Linked DNA regions of Ovis aries: region 2 is linked to region 1. Evidence: chromatin contacts called from public Hi-C data. All regions are on one chromosome and are shown on one strand. The core of a region is the stretch at or near the end of the contact, and the rest is flanking DNA. Distances in the headings are between cores, read along the strand shown. Region 1 holds the start of IGSF8 (immunoglobulin superfamily member 8). Region 2 holds the start of DCAF8 (DDB1 and CUL4 associated factor 8).

Evidence for each region. Hi-C and Micro-C count contacts between places; a contact is called where the count stands out from the background.
Region 2: a contact with region 1 is called in a Hi-C map of liver, with 2.5 times the contacts expected there. The contact joins the promoter of DCAF8 here to the promoter of IGSF8 in region 1. A contact is called at or near these places in 3 of 16 Hi-C or Micro-C datasets (hypothalamus, liver and tail adipose tissue).

Annotation. Positions count from the first base shown.
Region 1 is chr1:111,127,923-111,134,183 of ARS-UI_Ramb_v3.0, reverse strand. IGSF8 (immunoglobulin superfamily member 8) reads left to right here and starts at 3,040. Exons shown (of 7, transcript XM_027976987.2): 1 at 3,040-3,251; 2 at 6,211-6,261. The coding sequence starts at 3,197.
Region 2 is chr1:111,284,356-111,289,780 of ARS-UI_Ramb_v3.0, reverse strand. DCAF8 (DDB1 and CUL4 associated factor 8) reads left to right here and starts at 1,611. Exons shown (of 15, transcript XR_006061319.1): 1 at 1,611-1,823; 2 at 2,728-2,800.

The DNA of each region.
Region 1 (6,261 bases), core at 1,791-4,290:
AAATATCCCCCAAACACACTGACGCTGGGCTCTGAAAGACCAATTGACAGATTCCAGTTAGTGGCACTATTAATAAGTTTATGTGCACCACCTGCCTTTAGCTTTGTCTGTGGTAAATGAAACTCTCAATGAGTCTGTGAATATTTGCACAGCTGGCAAATGAGAGGCCAGAGTTTATGGGGATATTTAATCACCCCTCTTAATATCTATAATAAATCTGAAGCTTCCTCCTGATTTTCCCCATTAAACTTTCATAAGCATCTCAAGTGGAAGCTATGTGGCCCATACATGACTCTGGGCCCACCTCCTTAGCAAGAGCCTGTCCCTCTTGGGTCAAAATGCCATTGAGCATATGAATATAAATCTCTCCCTAATGTTAAGAGAGCTAGCTGATTCTGCAACCTAACAATGATCACTTGAATTCCTGGCTAAAGTAGTTGTAGACAATCAATAGCCTTGACTCCAAACAAGGTGGCATTAGCAGACACCACCTGTTGCCCATGGATAAATGCCTCCGGAGAAGGAGAAACTCAACTATACAAGATTGGGAAGAAGTATACTTGCTATTTGTCAGTTGACTACTTTAGGGTCATGATTTAAAAGCATCATACAAACAAAGCCACTTTCAATTTTGCTTTGTATAATTTAAAAATTTTGCAACTGTTTCCTGTCCAACCTCTGCAGAAAACAAAGCACCTAATAGAATGTTGACTCAATGAGACACTTTCAGGGAAATATTTTGATCAAAAGGGGAAAATGTGAAAATGAACAAAGGACACCTAAGTCCAAATGGAGTCAGGAAGCCATGAAGAGACGGCTCTTACGCACATAACTATAGCTTACAGATCCCACCCAAACAGGAGAAATGGTTTCCTTCTGACTCAGCAATGACAAGCTGTTCACCGCTTACAGAAAATGAAAAAGAAATCTGCCCTCTCGTTTCCTCCTTAAGATGAAAGCTTTTGCTTATGAAAGCTGAGCTTCTCTTTTCTCCAACATGCCTATGGTTCAGCATAGTTTGTGTCTCTTGAATTGTAATTCCTCTGCTATTCCTGGATAAACTCATTTTTGTAGCTTAAGACCTTGTTATCTTTAAGATCAACACGTCCCATAAATTGCATCTGTGATGATAATGATGTTTGGCAACATCTCTCATCTCTCAAGCATCAGAAACGCGTCATGTCCACTCCACTCCCAAATAAAGGGAGTGTGGCTTTTCTCCAAAAGCTTCCCGACACATTTCAGTTTTCACATAATTCAGCCTGGCCTGTGGATGCATTTAGATAAAATGAGTCTGGAGACCTCAGGCTGTAGATATGATAAAGTGTGAAGGAAAAGGCACCCTGCTGCCCTATTCTTGGGGCAGAACTGGAAGTATTGAGAGGGAGGGCTGGACCTCTGGTTCCCGCAATGGTCCCCAGGATTCTGTCTCAGAATTTCTCCAGTCTCTCTAGGGTTCCTAATGTGGCTTCAGCTGAGCACCTCCTCTGATCTAGACTCTATGCCAGACTCTGAGAAGACAAAATCAAGGAAGGTTGTCTGGCCTGTGCCACTTCCTCTTTCTGGGCCTCCATTTCCTCCTCTGTAAAAGGGAGTAAGGAGTGAAAGGAAGGGTTGGGGGCAATGAGTGGGAACAGATGAAATTCTGAGGATGAAGGCGCTAGATGAGCTTTGGGGTCACCCCCCCATGGACGGCCACTCTGACAGCCTTAGCTTAGCAGGCCTGGTTGTCCCTTTTCCTGGTCTGGCCCCACCCTGGTCTTTCACTGGAACTAGAGACTCCTTCACCTAAACCCCAGGATCACCCCCTCTTTAGGTCTGAACTAAATCTCTTAGCAAACGTTTGTAATAATTTACCCCTCCCCCATCTCCTATTTCGGAGAAGGCAATGGCACCCCACTCCGGTACTTTTGCCTGGAAAATCCCATGGACAGAGGAGCCTGGTAGGCTGCAGTCCACGGGGTTTGCTAAGAGTCGGACACGACTGAGCGACTTCACTTTCACTTTTCACTTTCATCCATTGGAGAAGGAAATGGAAACCCACTCCAGTGTTCTTGCCTGCAAAATCACAGGGACGGGGGAGCCTGGTGGGCTGCCGTCCATGGGGTCGCAGAGTCGGACACGACTGAAGCGACTTAGCAGCAGCAGCAGCATCTCCTATGTAGTGTATTCTGTGCCAGACACCTTCTGTACATTATCTCAATTGTCACAAAAATCCTTTGGGGTGGATGTCATTCATTTCAATTTGCCAACAAGAAAAGTGGAAGGATGTTAAGCTACTTGACCAGGATTGCCAGCCAGGAAGCGACGGCACCCAGACGGCCCAGCCTCCTAACTCTCTTCCTCTTGTTCTGCCCCGAGGGGGTGGCAAACAGGTCTTCAGTGACCCTGTGGAGCCGGGTAAAGCCCTTCAGCTCAGGTCCTCCTAGTTCCGCTACGTTTAGATCCGCCCTTTCCCGTTTCAGCAGGATTTGCGGCGAGGCCTAGAGGTCCAGAGTAAATAGCCAGGTTCTAAATACGAAGGCACAGTCACTTCGCCCGTCCCAGGGCCCTAGCATCTAACTCTCGGAGAAAAACAAGACTGTGCAGGGCACCTGTGCACTCTGCGGAGCTTGTGGGGACTTGGCCAAGCTCCTGTGCCTCCAGCCCGCGGACCGGGGTCGGGGCGGAGCCAGGGCTGAGGGGGGCGGGCCTGGGCCGGGGTCTGGGCGGAGCCGAGTACCCGAGCCGCACCCGGGCTGGGCCTAGGCTGAGGTCGGGGCGGAGACTGGGGCAGGCAGAGCCGGGGCCGAGGTCCAGGACCCTGTCGGGACAAACCCGGGGACCTGAGCGGGGCCAGGGTCGGAAGGGGTTGGGGCGGAGTTGGGGACCGGGGCGGGGCCAGACTGGGGCCAGCAGCCCAGGGCCGGGGCGGGGCCTGGGCAAGGCTGGGAGGCGTCGGGGCAACGCGGGGCGGGAACGGTCTTCCTAGTAGCCTAGGCGGGAGGGAAAGCAGTAGGAGGTGGCGAGGAGGAGGGGAGAGGGAGGAGGGAAGAGGGCGGGGACTTGGCAGCTCCCGCTTAGCTCAGCTCCGCTCCGCGCACCCACGCCTCGCAGCTCCGCTTCGTGACCCCCACCCGGGCATGCGCCCCCCGAACCCCTGGTCACCCAGAGCCCGCGCCGCCCCCCAGAGCCTTCCTAGAGCCGGCTGTGCAGGATGGGCGCCCTCGGTCCCAAGTTGCCGCCGCCGCCGCTGCTGCTGTTAATGCTGGGTAAGCCCGGCCCCCCGCCCCAGCTCCCAGCCCCGCCCGGCAGGTGCCTGCTATCTGTTCAGCCCTGTCGTCACCCCAGCATTTCGGAGCCCCTGGTAGCCCCTTCTCCCTCAGCGGCGCCTCCAGCCTTCCCGGGCCTGGCGTCCAGCTTCCCTCTGTGGCCGCCGGCCTAGCCAGTCTTGCGGGGGTGATGAGGCTCCCCAGTTCTAGGCCCTAGGCTGGGACACAGTTTGGACCTACCAAAGTGCGGTCCCCAGGGACCGCCAGGCCTCCGGGGGCCGGGTCCTGCTTCCCTGCTGGCACACTCAGGTCCGGGGGGCGCTGCGACTCCTGTCTGCCTCACACTCAGCTTCAGGCCCGGCCTTAGGTACTCGCCCTGCGTGGGCAGTGCCTGGCCATCTTCATAATCGCCTGAGTTGGCTGGAGGCCCAGGGGCCCGTTCTGCCCACGATCTTTTGAAGTAAGTCTCCCCTAATTGCATCCCCCTCTCCAACTTCATTATCTGACGCGTCAGCCTCATCCTGGGTCGGGTCTCTCAGATAGCACTTGTCTCTGTAGCCTCCCACCAGCTGTCACACCCCCTTAGTCCCAGCCTCCGTGCCTCAGGAGAAACCAGGCTCCCTGGAGACTGATGCTGAGACCCCCAAGCACCCCGTGTCTGTTGTGGTGGGTGTTCACGGTGGGCTGTCTGAGCCACTGCTGCAAGGCTGCATGAGGGAGTGACAGTGGGAATGTTCTGGGTGTGGACTGGAGGGCTCCCTGTAGGGCTGGCCTGGGGAGGAGGATGGGACGGTGGCTGCCTACACAGACTCAGGAGACTGCAACCCTTGAAATCAGAACAGAGGGCGGCGAGGGGGTGGCTTTGGTGCCCGGATTCAGAGCTGCCATAGTTAAGGCAGAGGCTGACGTAGCCCTAGCCGCCTGTTTCTAGACCAGCGCTCCATCTCAGAGCCAAGCGGCCTCCCTGTACTGCATAGGTCCCGGGGCCCTGTGGGACTAGAATGAGTCCTCTCCTTGGGGCGCTAGGCGGGGCCATACAGAGCAGGGAGCTGTGGGCCCTGGTTACCTAGCACTGGGCCTCTTTTCCCCAGTGGGCAGCGTGGCGCGGAGAGGAGCCCAGGGTAAGTGTGGCGCAGAGAGATAAGAGAGTCTGTGGGATCTGAGTGTCCTGGATGCGGGCACTTACTGTTACTTTGAAGGTGAGGAAAATGAAATAACTTGCCCCAGAGAACACACTGAGTGAGTGTTGGGGCTTGCATTTGAACCCACACCAGAGACCCGAAGCAGGTCTCTATGCTCTCCTTTCCTTCTCTGCTAACCCACAGGAGGGGGCCTGGAGAGAGCTCCCTGGCAGCTGGTTTCCCAAGGCGGTGAGGGTGACTTTCCCATGGGGATCTCCAAGCATCAGCAGTTGTGGAGCCAGGAAGATGGGAGGGGGCCCTCCTGAGCAGAGTCTGCCCCTAGGCCAGCTCCGTCATGCTGATTATGAAATGCCCTGAGGCAGGGCCCTTCTGAGTCACAGGCTATCTCCCTGTCAAAGTGGAGAGCTCCTAGCTCTCCTCCAGTGTAGTGTGGATGGGGCTAGTCCACAGGGTACAGCTGGGATTGGGCATGGAGCTGGAACTCGGCTTCGGCTTCCAGACTCCCAGCCTGTGCTCTAACTGAGCAGCCACGAGGTCTCCCCATGACTCAGCCGCAGGGAGAAGACGGAGCTATGGGGAGGGCTTCTGGAGGACAGTCTGACTACAGACTAGGTGTTTTCCTCCCGCCCCTGCAGAAAGGTTAGGGTCTGTCCCTGGAGTGATGCTCTGCTTGGTGAGGCCATTGCCCTCAGGCCTCCCCTTGTGTGTTCCCATTGCCTCTGGCCAGCCAAGGATAGTAGGAACTTGGCCAAGACATTCTACTTCTCATACCTTACCTTTCTCATCTGTAAGATGGAGGTAGAGAGTTGACCCAGCCCTCCTTGTGTCCTGAGATTCTGTGATTTGGGGCTGTGGAAAGACAGAAGAAGAAGCTGAGCCGTCCAAGGCCACAGGGCTACCCTTTGAGGGCAGGCTAGGGGTGAGGGTGGGGTGAAGAAGAGTTTTGGCCTCTCTGAGTAGAGAAAGATGGGAGGGGACAACCGTGAGGGCGGGTTGGGGGCTGGGTGGTGGTCGTTACAGCCTCCCTACAGAAAGCGAGCCGTATGTAAATGAATGCACACTATATGCAAATTAAGGCTTTTGTTTAGGGGGTGGGGGGAGGATTGTGTGTCAGCTGGGCCTTCGGGGAAGGTTGGCAGGCACTGGTGGGGGAGGGGAGCCTCTGCCCCCAGAGCCCAGGGCAGAGGCTGGTTCTTGCCCCATGAGCCTCAGCTGCCTCGGCAGCCCCAGAGGGCGGAGAAGCAGTGAGCTCATGACACAGCTGGAGAGGGGGGAGGGATGCTGTGGTGAGAACTGACAGGGCCTGTACCCTCTCCTGCCCGGGCCAGTGGCTCCATTGTCTGGAGTCCCCTGGCCCAGGTGACACAGCTGGGCCAACCAGCCCTTCTGATCAAAGTTTTTCCAGCTCCTTTTAAATAAAGGAGGGGGACATGTGGTCTCAGGATCCCTTAGCTAGAAGGCTCACCTGGTCCGCAGACAGAAGAGTGGGGTAATAAGGGGAGGTGCAGCTGGAATCAAGCAATGGTTAAATCAGAAAGCAGATACACCCCTTCCTTCACTTAGCTGCTCTGCTTCTGGCCTGCCAGGAACAGGGATGATTCTGTGTTCTGAGGCTAACCGGCTCTCTCCCACCACCTCCTTGAGACCCAGGTGTCTTGCCTCCCAGCATCCTTTCCTGGTTCTCAGAACGGGGCCCAAGCTGTACACCGAGTGTCCTCGGGTTTCCTTTCCTTTCACAAGCAGGCAGCAAGGATGATGCGGGTGCTGGGGGGATGCAGTGAGGACCCAGGCGTGCCTAACTTCGTCCTTCCCCGTAGGAATTGGGTGCTGTGCCCGGGAAGTGCTGGTCCCTCAGGGGCCCCTGTACC
Region 2 (5,425 bases), core at 362-2,861, 160 kb before region 1:
ACATATGTAAAAGAGCACACCTACTTAGGTAACCCACTTTTACCTTGCTTTATTTTTCTTTACATTTAATATTTAATATTGTCTGCATGGCCCTCTTTTCCCCCTACACTCCCAACCCTGCACTAGTAAGTTCCACGAATGTTGGAATCTTGGTTTGTTTTATTCACTCCTGCAGCCTCAGTACCTTACCTCAGTAAGAAGAGGCCTTACATGTAGCAGGAATTGAACAGTTGTTGATGGAGTGAATGAAAGAATGAATAGAATGTTAAGGCATTAGATAGTTAACTTTGTGTTCTAAGTCCTCTTAGGTAATGGGGTTATGAAGATGAAAAAGACATAGCCATTACCCTTATAGAGCTTATATTCTAGTAGTATAGATTACAAATATATAATTAGAGGTTAAATAGTATATGTAAAAAACGGTATAAAATGCAGAGTGAAAAGACAGAGGATGATGATAGTGTAGGATACTATTATAGCTGGAATGGTTGAGTTGTCTCTCTGAGGAAGGAGTATTTGGGTAGAGATCTGATTAAGTGGACAGAACAAGTCTAGTAAAGATCGGGTAGGTGAACATTCCAAGAAGAGGGAACAAGTGCAAAAGCCCTGGGGCTCTTCATACTTTGGTCAAGAGTGACAACAAGAAGGCCAAAGGGCTAGAGCAGGGTTAAAGCTAAGTAGTATGGGAGAAGATGAAATCAGAGAAATAGGTGCAGTATCATGTAGGGCTTTCCTTGGAGGTCCTTTTGAGCATTTTTATTTTTATTGTGTGATGGGAAGCTTTTGAGCGAGTGCTCTGGGCTTACATTTTAAAAGGTCAGTCTGACTGCCTTTATTTAACTAGTAGGGCAATAATGGAAGTAGACAAACCAGCTTGGCATCTGTTGCAAAAGTCCACGTATTATAATAATGACTTATAATAGGAATGTAGCGGTAGAAGAGATGACAAGGAGCCTTGCACCCTGGGCCTTCTGGTCACCCTCGCCCCACCCCTCACCCCCGGCCTGGCAGCTGGGTGTAACCTTTTCACGGATCTTCTGCACGCTTCCTTCAGGTGTCAGAAGTAGGCAGAGTGAATACCTCCAGTCCCATTCTTGGGAGTCTTCAACGCACTACCCTGCTTCAGAGAGCCTCTTGAATAGCTTAGCTGCACCTCAGGCTTCTTAAAAGATAGAGGCTCCCAGGGGTAAATAGCTCTCAGAGGTATAGAAACCACTTAACAAGGTCCTCAAAGGAAATGGGGTTTCAGAAGAAATCTAGAGACAGCTGCTTGTTCCAAGTATTCAAAAACGGGGGAAAATGGAGGTTCAGAAGGTTGCCTGCCAGCCTGTTAGAAATGAAGTTGATCTCCAACACAATTCTGGGAGGCCGTCTATCTTTTGAGTATCACAAGGAAAGTGAACCCCAGTAAAACTACGAAAAGCAACTTTCCCTTCGCAGTAATGCGCACGCGCCCCTCGCTCCGTTTTCCGTTGACTTTAAGCCCCGCCCCCTATGCGTCCTTCGAGGAGGGTTGGGAGCCGAGAGCTCGCGCGACCACTCTTCCCTCAGCCTTCTCCAGCACAGCGTCGCAAAGGGGCCGGAAAGCGTGGCGGCGCAGGCGCAAGCGCAGAGAGCGGAGGCGGTGGTGGTGGCGGCCGCTGGCCAGTGTAAGATGGCGGCGGCGTTGGTGGCGGCAGTGGACGGGGCGGCTGGGCCCGGAACAGTTGGAGCAGCCGCTGGCAGAAGGATGACCCAAGACGGGAAGCGGGCTGCTGAGCCTCGCCGGCTCCCGTGCTTGTAACTGCCCCAGCCGGACATCCCCCCCCCCCTTGACCTACCCGGTCCGTGTCTCGTTCCGGCTTGGCCTGACCCCTTCTCCCCTGGCCCAGACCCCTCCAGGATGGGTTTGACTCCTTTCCCAAGCTCCCAGGGCTCAGGTCTTCTCCCCATGACCCGAGTCACCGCTGGGAGGACTGGCTGCCCTTCCCTCAGGTCAGCCCCAGGGTTGCCCCTAGGAGCCTGCCCCACAATCTGCAGGACCTCTTGCTTCATCGGGTGACCCATTTGTGTGCGCTCCCCCCCCCCACCTTTAGGTTGAGGGACGCGGCGCCCCTCGAGTTCTCCCGTAACCTCGGGGCCACCGCGCAGTGTGCCCCCCTCCCCCATCTCGAGTTCTCGGGCCCAGCACCTTGTACGGAAGGCCGAGGTTCAAGAACCCGGGAGTCAGTTGTTGCCGTCTTTTCCTGTCCGCTTTGTAATGTAATTCTCGTAGTCTGCCTCCCTTCACCCCTAAATCTTTGAGGACACCCTAGAACGGTGCCGTTTGTCCCTGTTAGTTGGAAAGCATCTGGTGGTTTGAATTTCTGACTCATGCGATTGCTGCTGGAGTCTGTAAACAAACCGGCACCAGCGCGATCACGCTCTCTGCGGGATTTCCCCCCTGCCCTGTGGCTGCTTGTTGAGAGGTTTGCTTATGGGTTAGCTTTGAAAAGATTCAGCTTTTACTTTCCAATGAGTTTTACATTTTAGCAGAACTGGGAGATGACTTGCCTGGTTCATTTCATTTCTGTAACAATGTTTGAAAGTTACTTCTTTAGTAACAGATAAATTTCTGTGGTTCTAAATAGTTCGAGGAGGTCTGAAAAATACTAGCATGTATTAATACTTTTTTTTATTATGTTACAATTTTTTTATTATGTTTAGTAGAAGAGACACCTTTGCCATTTAAACTTTAACTTTTCTCAGTCCTTCAGTGAATCTGCAGACCTATTTTCTCAGGAGCTCAGCCTGACCCTACTTCAGTGATAAAGGAGGAAAGGTGAGTAGGAGTTGAAGGCTATTAAATTCGAGTTCAAGACATACCCTACCCTGGTGCTCAAGTGTTGACCACTAAAGTCATAAAATTCCTGCCACTGTTTCCAGAGAGTTGGGGTATTGTTCTTGGCTTTGTTCCACCTCTGGTAAAATTACTTTTGCAAGTTTAATTGACTCTAGGCTTCTTGACTTTCTATCCTAAATGGTTGCTGCATATCTTCACATGACTCCAGTTAAGCCTAGAAGTGAATGTATCTTCATTTGCCTCCCTGTTTTGCCTTTGTGCAGATCGTATTTCTTACACTGTTAAAAGCTGGGAATTAGTTTGCCAGAGTTCTCTTTAGCCCTTTGTCAAATCAGTTCTCTTTGCCTCTTAGGGCTTTGGATTGTCATTTCTTGCTATTTAGGGGAACATTTAGCCACTTTTAACTAAAAGCTAGTGAATCCTGAGTGATACTGCCTTTTGTTGGTGTCTGAGTTCATCCACCTTAGAATTCTGCTTTTCAGGACTTCATGGTAAATTTTGAGTGGAAAAAAGACCCCACAAAACACTGGTGCTCTTTTATATCTGGTCTGAGGAGTTCTTATTTAGCAGAGGAATCATCCTATGCATTCAGCAGCATGGGCCAGTGCCACAGAGGGAGTTAGGACATACTACTGGCAAATGTAATTTTTGTAAAGATTTTGGATTCCTGGTAGCAGAGAATAGTACTATGGTTGAGTTTCATGGGATGTGATGGAAGAGCTGAGTGGCTCTGGAAGGTAGACCTGGCTGATTCTTAATATGTTTATGATTTGTAGTAGGAAGAGGTTGAGTGTGACACTGGTGAGTTTTATTCCACTTGGTGTTCTGTGTAGAAATGGCTTATTAGGAGCTGAAATAAGGTAATTGGCAGGATGTGTGTGTATCAATCAGATAAAAATACAGTCTTTAGAACTTGATAGGTCTGGGTTTAAATATTGTACTAAGATTTATTAGCCATGTGACCTTGGGCAAGTCCTTAAACTTTTCTGAGTCTTTTCTTAATGTCCACATCTCTGTGAGTGGGATAATACAGCTTATGTCCTAGAGTCATTGTCGGTATTGTGTGAGGAAACTCATATAAAGGTCTTATATTATGCCTAGCACAAGATAGACACTGAAAAATTTTTCTTTATACATCATTGATATAGCTTTAAATAAGTTGTACGTTAGTGTCCTCCTCTTTGCATTTTAGTTTTGAACATGTTTTCCTGGTAATTTTTTCAGATTCATGTTTAATTGGCCAGCTTAGATGTGTTCTTTGTAGGTGCCCACCTAGGGTTGCCTTTTGATCGTGATTCAGGTCATTCTGGTGGGAGTTTAAGACCAGAGAACAGCAGGAATATTAGATGTTGATGTAGTGTCTTTCTAAATTCATTCTTAAACTAAGCATCAGTAACTTTCCTTTATTCTTTGCTCCTACCTCTTGGTCTCCCTTTTAGCACACCTAATCAGAGTTTATATAATTCCTTCCCTACCTGGTTCAATGTTGCTCACCACCTCAGCTCCAGCTACCGCTTATGCCTTTTTGTTTTTGCCACAGAAAGAATACATTTTTTCCAAGCTGTTGGGCTCTGCAGTGATCCTCATCAATAGCTTATCAAAGGACTAGACCATGAGGGACTTCCCTGGTGGTCCAGTGGTTACGACTGCACTTCCATTGCAGGGAGTATGAGTTTGATCCCTGGTCAGGGAACTAGGATCCCCATGGCCAAAAAAACAACCCTGGACCATGAAAAAGTCTCCTTTCTTTTTGAAGTGAATCTGGGCTAGGAAGTCAGGAATGCAGTTTATTTCATCTCCCCAACTTGGCCATCTTAATAATATGACAGCAGAGATGAAAAGTTTTTAACCTTCTCTTGTTGGCTTTCATTTCACTTTTTTTTTTTTTAAATTTTATTAGAATTTTTATTTATTTAAATTTGAGGCTAATTACTTTACAGTATTGTATTGGTTTTGCCATACATTGACATGACATATATTTTTGAGTGTGGTAAGGGCACATGAAAATTAAGAAAATGTTGATAACATTATGATGAAAGCAACTGTATTTATTCAAGCCAATGATCAACTTAAAGTTAACCAACTTTGATTACTACCATCTAGGGTCTAAATGCTCTCTCTTGAAAGGTAAAAACTCTTGGGGTGAAGGATAGTAACATGCACTTTATTATTTGTATTTTTGGGTTTTTTTTGTTGTTTTTTTTTTTTTTTTGAGATCTTGAGTTCTGTGTTGAGTAGGGCAGGAGCAGGTGTGGGAGGAGAAAAGGAAATATGTTGAAAGAGCCATAACTTTGTTCCTTATTACTGTATATGCTGGGTAAGATCCTTCTCCCACCATCAACACTACCAGGAAGGTCTTCACATTTTATGTTCCAGGTGACACCTGTGTATACAGTGAATCAGTATTTGTAGTCTGTGGACCAGAATTCTAAAATTCTTGTATTTCTGAGGATATTTTATATTTCAGGGTATTGCATAAGAATTGTTGCATCTTGCTAGTAAGTATTTTCTTCCGTGGTTGCAGTAGGAAGCTAGTTATGCTTATGATCTTAGTTCCCGCCACCAACCTGACAGGGCATTTTATACAGCAACTTATTAAATGTA